Regions from separate parts of the Mus musculus genome. Here region 1 is linked to region 2. A link is a contact called in public HiChIP or PLAC-seq data. All regions are on one chromosome and are shown on one strand. The core of a region is the stretch at or near the end of the contact, and the rest is flanking DNA. Distances in the headings are between cores, read along the strand shown. Region 1 has its middle 3.4 kb from the start of Pmm1. Region 2 overlaps Srebf2 (sterol regulatory element binding factor 2).

Region 1 (5,026 bases), core at 382-2,881, 220 kb after region 2:
GTCCGCTGCCTTGGGCTAAGTTGTGTTTACTCCTCAGTTAGAGAGAGGCTGTAGAAGAGCCAGAACAAGCAAGATAGGTCAGCGTCAGAGGTCCTTTCCTTCCCAGGTGCTTATTCAGTGTGTTGGTGGGGAGGGGCGGGCAGGACCTGGGAATTGAGTTCCACCGGAGCTGTGCACACGGTGCTCCTGTTGGGTGAGCATGGTGGGCAGATGACCACGAACTGCTCCAAGGCACGTGATCACAAGGTGTAGAAAAGTCAGTCAACAGATTATGCAATGCAGGGAGAAGTCTGGGGGGGGGGGGGGCGTGAGGACATTCCCTCCGACAGAGAAGAGATGAGAGAAAGTGGCTGATTGGCAAGACATAAAGGGCTGACTGGTACAGCAGGTCACATCGTGTGGCTGTCCCCAAGGAGTACACTTAAAGAGCTGGTGGGAGTGAGAGGCAGTGGGGCGGGGGGGGGGGGGGGAGGGGGCAGCTGCAGCCCCTGGAGTCTTTCTTGTGCTGTGTTCTGAGGTTGCTGAGTTGATCCGGAAGGCCTGACTCAGAACCTGGAAACTTCTTTAGTCAGATCTGAGAAAGCTGAGAAACTGTCAACAGCGGCTGAGAGTCCTTGAGGTTGGATCACTTTTTTCTTTATTTTTTTCTGGGCTTGATCTTTTGAGACACAGAGGGTTTCTCTGTGTAGCCCTGGCTGTTGTGGAACTTGCTCTGTAGACCAGGCTGGACTCAAACTCACAGAGATCCACCTGCCTCTGCCTCCCGAGTGCTGGGATCAAAGGTGAGCATCGTTGGCTGTTTGATTCTAGATAGAACTGGACAACATTTCATTCCATAAAACAGAGCTAAGTTTTCCCTGAGCCAAGCAGGAAGTTGAGATTTGGTTTGGTTTTAGGTTTTTGGTGGTTTGGGTTTTCTGTTTGTTTGTTTGTTTAAGACAGGATCTTGCTTTGTATCCTGGGTTGTCCTGGGATACAAATTCAATACTGTAGTCTGTCAGAACACCAAGGAAAGCCAGACAGGGGCTCTTACAACCGCAGGTTTTGTTTCTTTTTTCTTTTTTTTTTTTTAAGATTTATTTATGTATATGGGTACACTGTAGTTGTACAGATGGTTGTGAGCCTTCATGCGGTTGATGTGGTTGTTGGGAATTGAATTTAGGACTTCTGCACCCTCCTGTCAACCCTGCCCGCTCCAGTCCAAAGATTTATTTATTATTATATATAAGTACACTGTTGCTGCCTTCAGATGCACCAGAAGAGGGCATCAGATCCCATAACACAAGGTTGTGAGCCACCATGTGGTTGTTGGGATTTGAACTCAAGACCTTCAGAAGAGCAGTCAGTGTGCTTAACCACTGAGCCATCTCACCAACCCTCCCCCGCCACTCCCCACAGCCCCCTCCTTTCTTCCCTCCCACAGGTTTTGTTTGCTGTTGATCCCATCCAGTCCAGTCCTGTTCCCAACTCTGTATCCCAGCGGACACAGGGTTTCTCTGTGTAACAACAACCCCCTGACCTTAGTTTCTCCAAAACACAGAGTCATTCTTGGAGCTGGCTCCTCCCAGGTGGAGCAGATAGGAGTGAGCTCACTTTAGCTGTTATTCTTAGGCTTCTATGGAAAAACGTTTTTGCCAAGTGTGATTGGTCCTGGTTGCTCTGAGTAATGTCAGCTATTGCAGGAGACTTTAGTCAGCTTCATTTATCAGTCCCATCCTCCCAGGTCCCACCACCTTTACAGGATTAGTCACACCCGCCTGACCCAAGCCAGCTCAGTCAGTCAACAGGGTCCCAAGGGAGGGAGTGAGGATTAAAGAAAGAAACAATTAGAAACATTATAACATGACTCCAGTCAGCACTGTGGCTGACCCAGGTTTATTTTTGTTCCAGTCAGCTTTTATACCATTCTAGGTACTTGCAGAGAATAGGGTCAGTTCTTTTTGGTTTTTGTTTGTTTGTTTGTTTGTTTGTTTGTTTCGGTTTTTCAAGACAGGGTTTCTCTGTATAGCCCTGGCGGCTGTCCTGGAACTCACTTTGTAGACCGGGCTGGCCTCAAACTCAGAAATCCACCTGCCTCTGCCTCCCGAGTGCTGGGATTAAAGACGTGGGCCACCAAGCCTGGCAGGGTCAGTTCTTAAATCAAAGACAAAGTAATCAAAAAGGTAATAAAAAGATCAAACAAGGCAATAAATAAAGCTCGAGGTCAAGATTTCTGGGGGCTTATCAGAATAACCAAGATAAAAGGAAAGTCCCACTTTCATTAGTTTACCTTGAGCTGAGTTTACCTTGAGCTTTGTATTAGCTCTAATGCAAATATTCTTATCTGTGCCTACTAACCTTTCCTAGTCCAATGTCAAATTCTTGCCAAATTTCTAGAATCTGGCAGCAAAAGCTCTTCACACTGACCTTCAGGCAATCTGCTTTCTTCAGCTTCCCCCTGCAATCACAGGTACATGGTACATGCCACCTTGCCTTCTACAAGGTTCTTATTGCATGGCATGCCTGGATGTCCTTGAATCCACTATGTAGCTTAAGATGGCTCTGAGCTCTAGAACCTTCTTGGGGATTATAGACATGACCACCCCCCATCACTGGCTAGAAGTTTGGTTTTTTTTTTTTTTTTTTTTTTTTTTGGTTTTGTTTTTTTGTTTTTTCGAGACAGGGTTTCTTTATATAGCCCTGGCTGTCCTGGAACTCACTCTGTAGACCAGGCCGGCCTTGAACTCAGAAATCTGCCTGCCTCTGCCGAGTGAGTGCTGGGATTAAAAGTGTGTGCCACCATGCCCTGCTGAAGTTTGTTTTTTTTTTTTTTTTTTTTTTTTAAAGATTTATTTATTTATTATATGTAAGTACATTGTAGCTGTCTTCAGACACTCCAGAAGAGGGAGATCTCATTACGGATGGTTGTGAGCCACCATGTGGTTGCTGGGATTTGAACTCTGGACCTTCGGAAGAGCAGTCGGGTGCTCTTACCCACTGAGCCATCTCACCAGCCCAAGTTTGTTTTTTATAGAGAGAAAAGATCTAAGGAAAGTTGAAACAAAAACAGAAAGTTAAGTCCCTCCTGTCTAAATTATTTCCTTTCTTTTCTAGTCACTGTTCTATTGGAGTCTGGGGAGTTGTAGTCTCCTTTGGGCCTAATAACAACCATCCCTCATACAACCGCCTACACATTACAAATTCAAAACAGGTAAGAAATGTCCCTCGAGGGACAGGCTTTGGTATCTCAAATAAGATAACCACTGATATTCTCTTAATTGGTACTACATTACATGATAAGGAAATCAAGCAAAGGAACACAAGTATCTGTACACACACATGGGAAGGAGTCACTATTTGTTTGTGGTTGGTTGGTTTTCAGAGACCTGATTTCTCTGCCTAGCCTTGGTTCTCCTGGAACTCATTCTGTAGACCAGGCTTCGAACTCAAACTCAAGAGATCTGTCTGCCTCTGCCTCTCAAGTGCTGGCATTAAAGGTGTGAAGGCATGTACCACCACTGCCTGGCTTCCTTTTTTCTTTTCTTTTCTTTTCTTTTCTTTTCTTTTCTTTTCTTTTCTTTTCTTTTCTTTTCTTTTCTCTTGTTTTCTGTGTGTGTGTATGTGTGTTGCTGTGTGGCTGTATGAGGCTCTGTACTCCCACCCCATGCTTGGAAGATACTGTGAAGCAGACAAGATTATCCAATCCCCTAGAACTGGGGTTACAGAGAGCTGTGTGCTGCCATGTGGGTTCTGGGATTTGAACCTGGGTCCTCTGGAAGAGCATCCAGTGCTCTCTTAACCACTGAGCAATCTCTCCAGCCCCTCTTCTCTTTTTCTTACCCCTTATGCTCAAGACCAGGTCAAAAACACTTAATGTGCATTGTCCACTGAGATGGAAAAGGGTGCCAGTGGCAAATCTATTAACCTGAGTTCAAGTCTCTGCATGGTGGAGAGAGAAAAGCGGCTCTTTAAAATTGCCCTCTAACCCCCCCCACATACACACACACACATGAGGTGTTTCATGCACATGCCCACACAGAAACACATAAATAAGTAAAAATGTAATTAAGAATGACAGAAAGAACCTGGGTGTGGTGGTGCACGCCTTTGATCTCAGCACTCAGGAGGCAGAGGCAGGCGGATTTCTGATTTCAAGGCCAGCCTGGTCTACAAAGTGAGTTCCAGGACAGCCAGGACTATACAGAGAAACCCTGTTTCAAAAAAACAAAAACAAACAAACAAAAAAAATTTAAAAAGTCAATGCCAGACAGTGGTGGCACATGCCTGTAATCCCAGCACTTGGGAGGCAGAGGCAGGCAGATTTTTGAGTTCAAGGCCAGCCTGGTCTAAAAAGTGAGTTCTAGGACAGCCAGGGCTATACAGAGAAACTCTGTCTCTGTCTCAAAAAAAAAAAAAAAAAAAAAAAAGAAAGAATGACAGAAAGGGGGCAGCTACAGTGTACTTACATATAATCAATAAATAAATCTTTTTAAAAATGACAAAAAGATATAGAAAGGGGCTGGAGAGATGGCTCAGCGGTTAAGAGCACTGCTGCTCTTCCGAAGGTCCTGAGTTCAAATCCCAGCAACCACATGGTGGCTCACAACCATCTGATGACCATTTCTGGTATGTCTGAAGACAGCTACAGTGTACTCATATAAGTAAATAAACCTTTTTTAAAAAAGGTACTTCTGAACATCTCTGAACACCATGATTCTCTCTCACTTGCTTATTCTGTCTGTCTGTCTGTCTTTATTTCTCTCTCCCTCTCATGTTCCCACTCCATTTCCCCAATAAACCTTGCCCTAGATCTGTTCCTGGCATGATGTCTTTTTTTTTTTTTTTTTGGTTTTGGTTTTTTAGAGACAGGGTTTCTCTGTGTAGTCCTGGCTGTCCTGGAACTCACTTTGTAGACCAGGCTGGCCTCGAAATCAGAAATCCGCCTGCCTCTGCCTCCTGAGTGCTGATATTAAAGGCGTGCTCCACTTATTACTCTTACTGAGGACCTGAGTTCAATTCTCAGCACCCATACTGGGCAGCTTACAAC
Region 2 (4,717 bases), core at 81-2,580:
TCCAAGGGTGATACAGAGAGGTACAAAGGAAGCCTTTCAGGTCCTATGGCAAGAACCCACTGAAGCCATTTAGGAAATTATTAGGTTAAAATATATTTTTAACCTGAGCTCTTTTATTTCAAACATTGAAATCATGGTCTAGACATTAAGAACAACAACAACAAGAGCAACAACAAAAAACCCCTTGGAGACAGCATCTCATTTTGTAGCTCTAGCTGTCCTTGAACTCAGAGATCCAACTGCTCCTGCCTCCTGAATCCTGGGATTAAAAGCATGGCCTCCATGCCTGGTCTGACATTAAATTAAAACATTCTGTGTGTTTGTGCACCATGAATGCAGTACCCACAGAGCCCAGAAGAGGGTGTCAAGAGTCCCTGGAGTCTAAACTTTAAGAAGCATTAGCTGACATGAAGTCTCCCCTTAATGGTTTGAACTAATAAGAAACATAAATCCAAGACAGGCAGCACAACTATAAAGGCTTCTGTATAGGAAACTGAGAATAATTTTTATTGCTCTTTTAATTTTCTTGGCTTTATACTCCAATTATAATACTCCCAGTTTAAAGAAAAAAATACTTTCCCTCTAAATTTTGGAGACACCAGACCTCTCTGAGCTACAGGAGCCTCTCCTGTAGCTCATCTGCTAACTGCCTGGCATGAGAGGCGAGGCAGCTGCCCAGGACTGCTTAGCTCTCGAGAGCTGCCCAGTGTGCCTGGACTGGCTCCAGCCCTCCGTTACAGCTGGCGACTGTGTGCCACGAACCCTAAGTGGCACAGGGAACGCTCACGGGAGCCAAGTGGTACCTGCAATTCCTGCTCTAAGCATGGATACCGGACATCATGTAGACAGATGAAACACAACAGACCGAGGTGCTTCGAGATGCAAAAGCCAGACTACATTACCTTCCTTTAAATAACATTGTATTTTGTGTAAAGCTAATAAGTTTTAGGAAGCTATTTTTTTTGACTGTTTTGTCTTGTTCTAAAAAGCAATTAGCATGTGGAAACCAGCGTGAAACAGGGAATGGGGTGCTGTGTCCAGTTTGAGTCTAAGCCATGGTGGTACATGTCTATGACAGCTACACTTAAGAGGTGGAGGCAAGGTGAGTGTGGTGGCCCACCCCTTTAATCCCAGCACTTGGGAAGCAGAGGCAGGTGGGTGGGTCTCTGTGAGTTTGAGGTGAGCCTGATGTAGGTAGTGAATTCAAGGACCATCAAGGCTAGCTAGAGAGATGCTGTGTGAAAACCAGACCAAACCAGATCAAACCAAACCAGACCAAACCAAAAAGCTAAGGCCAAGGGCTGGAGATGACTCAGCAGTCAAAAGCACTGGGTGATGCTCTTTCAGAGGATGCAAAAGGAGGCTCACAGGCTTGTATGTGGTGCAGCATCTATGCCGACAGAGCACCCAGACACACAAACAAAAGTAAATCTTAAAAATCTGCCTCAAAGGCCTAAAAAAATAAAAGCATTGTCTCCTCTTTCAAACTGCATGTCTGATCGCTCCACAAGCTACTAAACTAATTAAGACATAAATACTTCGTAGGTTACTGGAACCACTAACAACTAAACAAACAGAACCAAAACGCCAGCTCTTTGCCTCTTTTTTTTTTCCTTTCCTTTCCCCCCACACGCCCCCCTCCCCCCAAGGTTTCTCTGTGTAGTACTGGCTATCCTGAAGCTCGCTCTATAGATCAGGCTGGCCTTGAATTCAGAGACCCACCTGCCTCCCTGGCCTGTCTGCAACTCTTTTTTTTCTTTTTCAATTTTTATTTAAATGTATGAGTGCTCTGCTGCATATACATCCACAGGCCAGAAGAGGGCGTCAGGCCCCATTACAGATGGTTGTGAGTCACCATGTGGGTGCTGGGAATTGAACTCAGGATCTCTGGGAGAGCAGACAGGGTTCGTAACTGCTGAGCCATCTCTCCAGCCCCTTGTCTGCAACTCTTAACCCAGCTGCTCCAAAAGGGAGTGGACAGAAAGGGGCAGGCACAACAGATGCCCGCCACTGTTTGCCACCTTACTGGCAGTGCACACTGGGCAACCCTGCTAAAGTCTCAGGTGTTTACCCCTTTGCCCCAGCAGAGCCATCACTAGACACTTAGAATGAGGGTGTGTTCACAGCGGTGGGTGACAATTAAAAACATTTCCTTTCTGCAGTGGTTTGTAGCAAATACAGGAAGTGCTCCTAACAGCCTCACGTGAGTGCCAGCCACCTCTGCAAAACAAGATGCCCAAGATCTCTCGCTAGGTTAAAAAACTGAAGGGAAAACCAAGGTTTAAGGTCTAAGCAGCCACCTGGAGTGGATGAGGCATCTGTCCTATGTGCTGGAGGACTGCCAGGGAACTACATATGAAACTGCTGAGTATAGATGAGGCACACAACGCCTTCGGGGGGAGCTGCAGGCAAGGGTGATTTTCTTTCCTTCCTGCTTTGTGATAAGGTCTGCCATGTTGCCCAGATTAGCTTTGGACTTACTTCTAGGCACAAGGGATCTTCCTGCTGCAACCTCCCAAATTCAACAAGGTGTGCCCCAGTCACCAGCTTTTAGAGCCACCTCAGTGGAGCCATCTCCCTGAACCTCAGCCCGTGTGCTGAAGTCAGGCTGAGAGCTCTTCTGTAAGGCAGCTGCATCTCAGCAATGATGGCGCCTAATGAAGCTAAGTGGGGCTTTGGGGTGACACAATGGTCCTGTCTTTGAGCTTACCCACATGTCTTTCTGCAAGCCTGAACCCGCCTGGGTGTCCTGCCAGTTAACACATTTTTCTCTACTATCTGCTCCGGAGTGCCTGGTCCAGAACAGGAGTAAAATAAAATATGCTGGATAAGTCAACCGATGCATGTCTCATTTATTTATAAAAGCGGAGGGGAGAGTTAGTTTCCTTACGCCCTGTCACGTAGACTACCATGATACACTTGTGGCAAAAGATCAGCGTTACCACACACATGTTCTCCGTCTGTTCTCAGAGTATCACCTCCATTACCAAGTGGTGACAGGCAGAGATAAAATATTCCAGTGTGTTCAGTTATCTATGCAAAGTGGGGCACTGAGGGAAATGTGGCTCTCTCTGCTGGAGTAAGAGAAAGCCCGAGGTCAGCAGATGTTGTGAACCAGCGATAGTGAGGGTTGGGAATTAGCCAGCTGTGAACAACCAGCGCAGGCCCCGTCCTGTGCCAGGCGACGAGGGAAGCACTCCCTAACTTCCCACCTCGCAGCTGCCCTGCGAGCTCTGCAGAGCGCTGCTCTTTGTTATTTGTGGATCTATAGTCCCGAGATCAATCAATACAAGGTATTCCCTCAAAACAGTCTGTAGATAAACAGACAGGAGATGTAATAAGACTCTGAAAATGAGTTACACATGAATCCCACGGGGGTGGGGGGGTGGAGAGACAGATAGACAGACAGACATGCTGTGTATTTCTATGAACTGAGGCTTTTACTTCAGTGCACCAGAATGTCCCCGTAAGGCTCTCTGCCTGAAAAGCCCAGCAAGGGGGACATCTTGCTGCATTTTCTTCATCACTCTTTGCCTTTGTGGAAGAACAAGTGACCCCCCCCCCCAAATCCTTCAAGTGGCAGGGTGCATTCTGCTTTTAGGCCCAGGATGGGAAAGCACTCAGGGAAACATTATGGCCTGACTGCAAAATGTCACCCATAGGCTCGTGTGTCTGAATACTTGGTCCCCAGCTGGTGGTCCCCAATTTGGGGAGCTGTGGAACTTTTTGGCCATGGTATAATTGGGAATTATATAGGGATACAGAGGTCACTATGAGGGGTGTAGGCTGGCCCCTGTTCCTGGTTTATCTGATTCCTAACTGCTACTGCAGTGTAATTAGGCATGGCCTGTCGCTGCTGCCACACCCTCTCTGCCTTGATGGACCATACCCTTTCCAAAAGCTACTTTACCACAGGGACGGGGGAAAGTAAGCCAATAATACAGGAACTGAACAGTACTCACAGCCAAGAAGCCCAGCTTGCCTCCACAGCGGGTCTTGAGCCCCATGGCCGCTGTCAGGTGGATCTCAATCAGTGTGCTTGGTAGGATTTTCTCCTCCGCACACTCGGCCAGGTTCACAGCACACAGAGCCATGTGCACATCTGAACAGGCAGATCCCGCCGGAAGCTTCCCTAGGGCGGGCAGAAACAGACACTCATGTCAACAGTCTCCAAGACGACAGTCTCATTGCCTCTCCAGTACAATCATTAACAGCGATTGTAAACCGTCACCTACAGACTCAGGGGTTTTAGCACGGGGTCTGCACTTGGTGGCACTCCCCACCTGGGCAGACTGTGTTGCCTTTATAAGGTGGGCCTAGGTGACAGATGGGAGCTATTGGGGCGGGCCTTTGAGGACTACCGCACACCTCCAGATCCAGGCTGACTCCGCATTCTCTCTGTGGCTGAAAGCTGCCTTTGGCCACGAAGGACTATACTCTGCAAACCGAGAACCAAAGCAAACATCTCCTCTTATTTGTGTCAAAGAGGTGCCAGAGGAGACGAGAAGTGGCCTTTGTGCTCAGAAAGGTGCAAAGGTGCGGACGGGATGCAGGCTCAGCAAGTTACTAGCTATGTGGCTCCCTGCCTCTCCTACCGACTGGAACTTGGCTTGTGGTTACTGTTAGGATTAGCTGCTAGGAGTGCTGGTCACTGGACAGAAGTCAGGTGTGTGGTGCAATCCTTCCCAAAGCCCTGTCACTAGCACGGCCACATTCT

The links. HiChIP or PLAC-seq counts read pairs in DNA pulled down with a chosen protein or histone mark.
Region 1: a contact with region 2 is called in an H3K27ac HiChIP or PLAC-seq map of embryonic stem cells, with 5 read pairs. The contact joins two enhancer-like sites. A contact is called at or near these places in 3 of 115 datasets of contacts at active chromatin or transcription factors (cardiomyocytes, embryonic stem cells and stem cell-derived neural progenitor cells) and 2 of 9 other capture datasets (liver and pancreatic islet).

What each region holds. Positions count from the first base shown.
Region 1 is chr15:81,961,801-81,966,826 of GRCm38.p6, reverse strand. No RefSeq gene overlaps it. Among named protein-coding and RNA genes, the nearest start is that of Pmm1, 3.4 kb to the right of the region's middle. Within about 2 kb of position 1,631, at least 38 of the 459 cell types and tissues checked have an H3K27ac peak or open chromatin away from gene starts, as enhancers often do. A contact at or near this core is called in embryonic stem cells, where this site is marked.
Region 2 is chr15:82,184,679-82,189,395 of GRCm38.p6, reverse strand. Srebf2 (sterol regulatory element binding factor 2) reads right to left here. Exons shown (of 19, transcript NM_033218.1): 11 at 3,963-4,132. Among named protein-coding and RNA genes, the nearest start is that of Mir33, 11 kb to the left of the region's middle. Within about 2 kb of position 1,330, at least 43 of the 459 cell types and tissues checked have an H3K27ac peak or open chromatin away from gene starts, as enhancers often do. A contact at or near this core is called in embryonic stem cells, where this site is marked.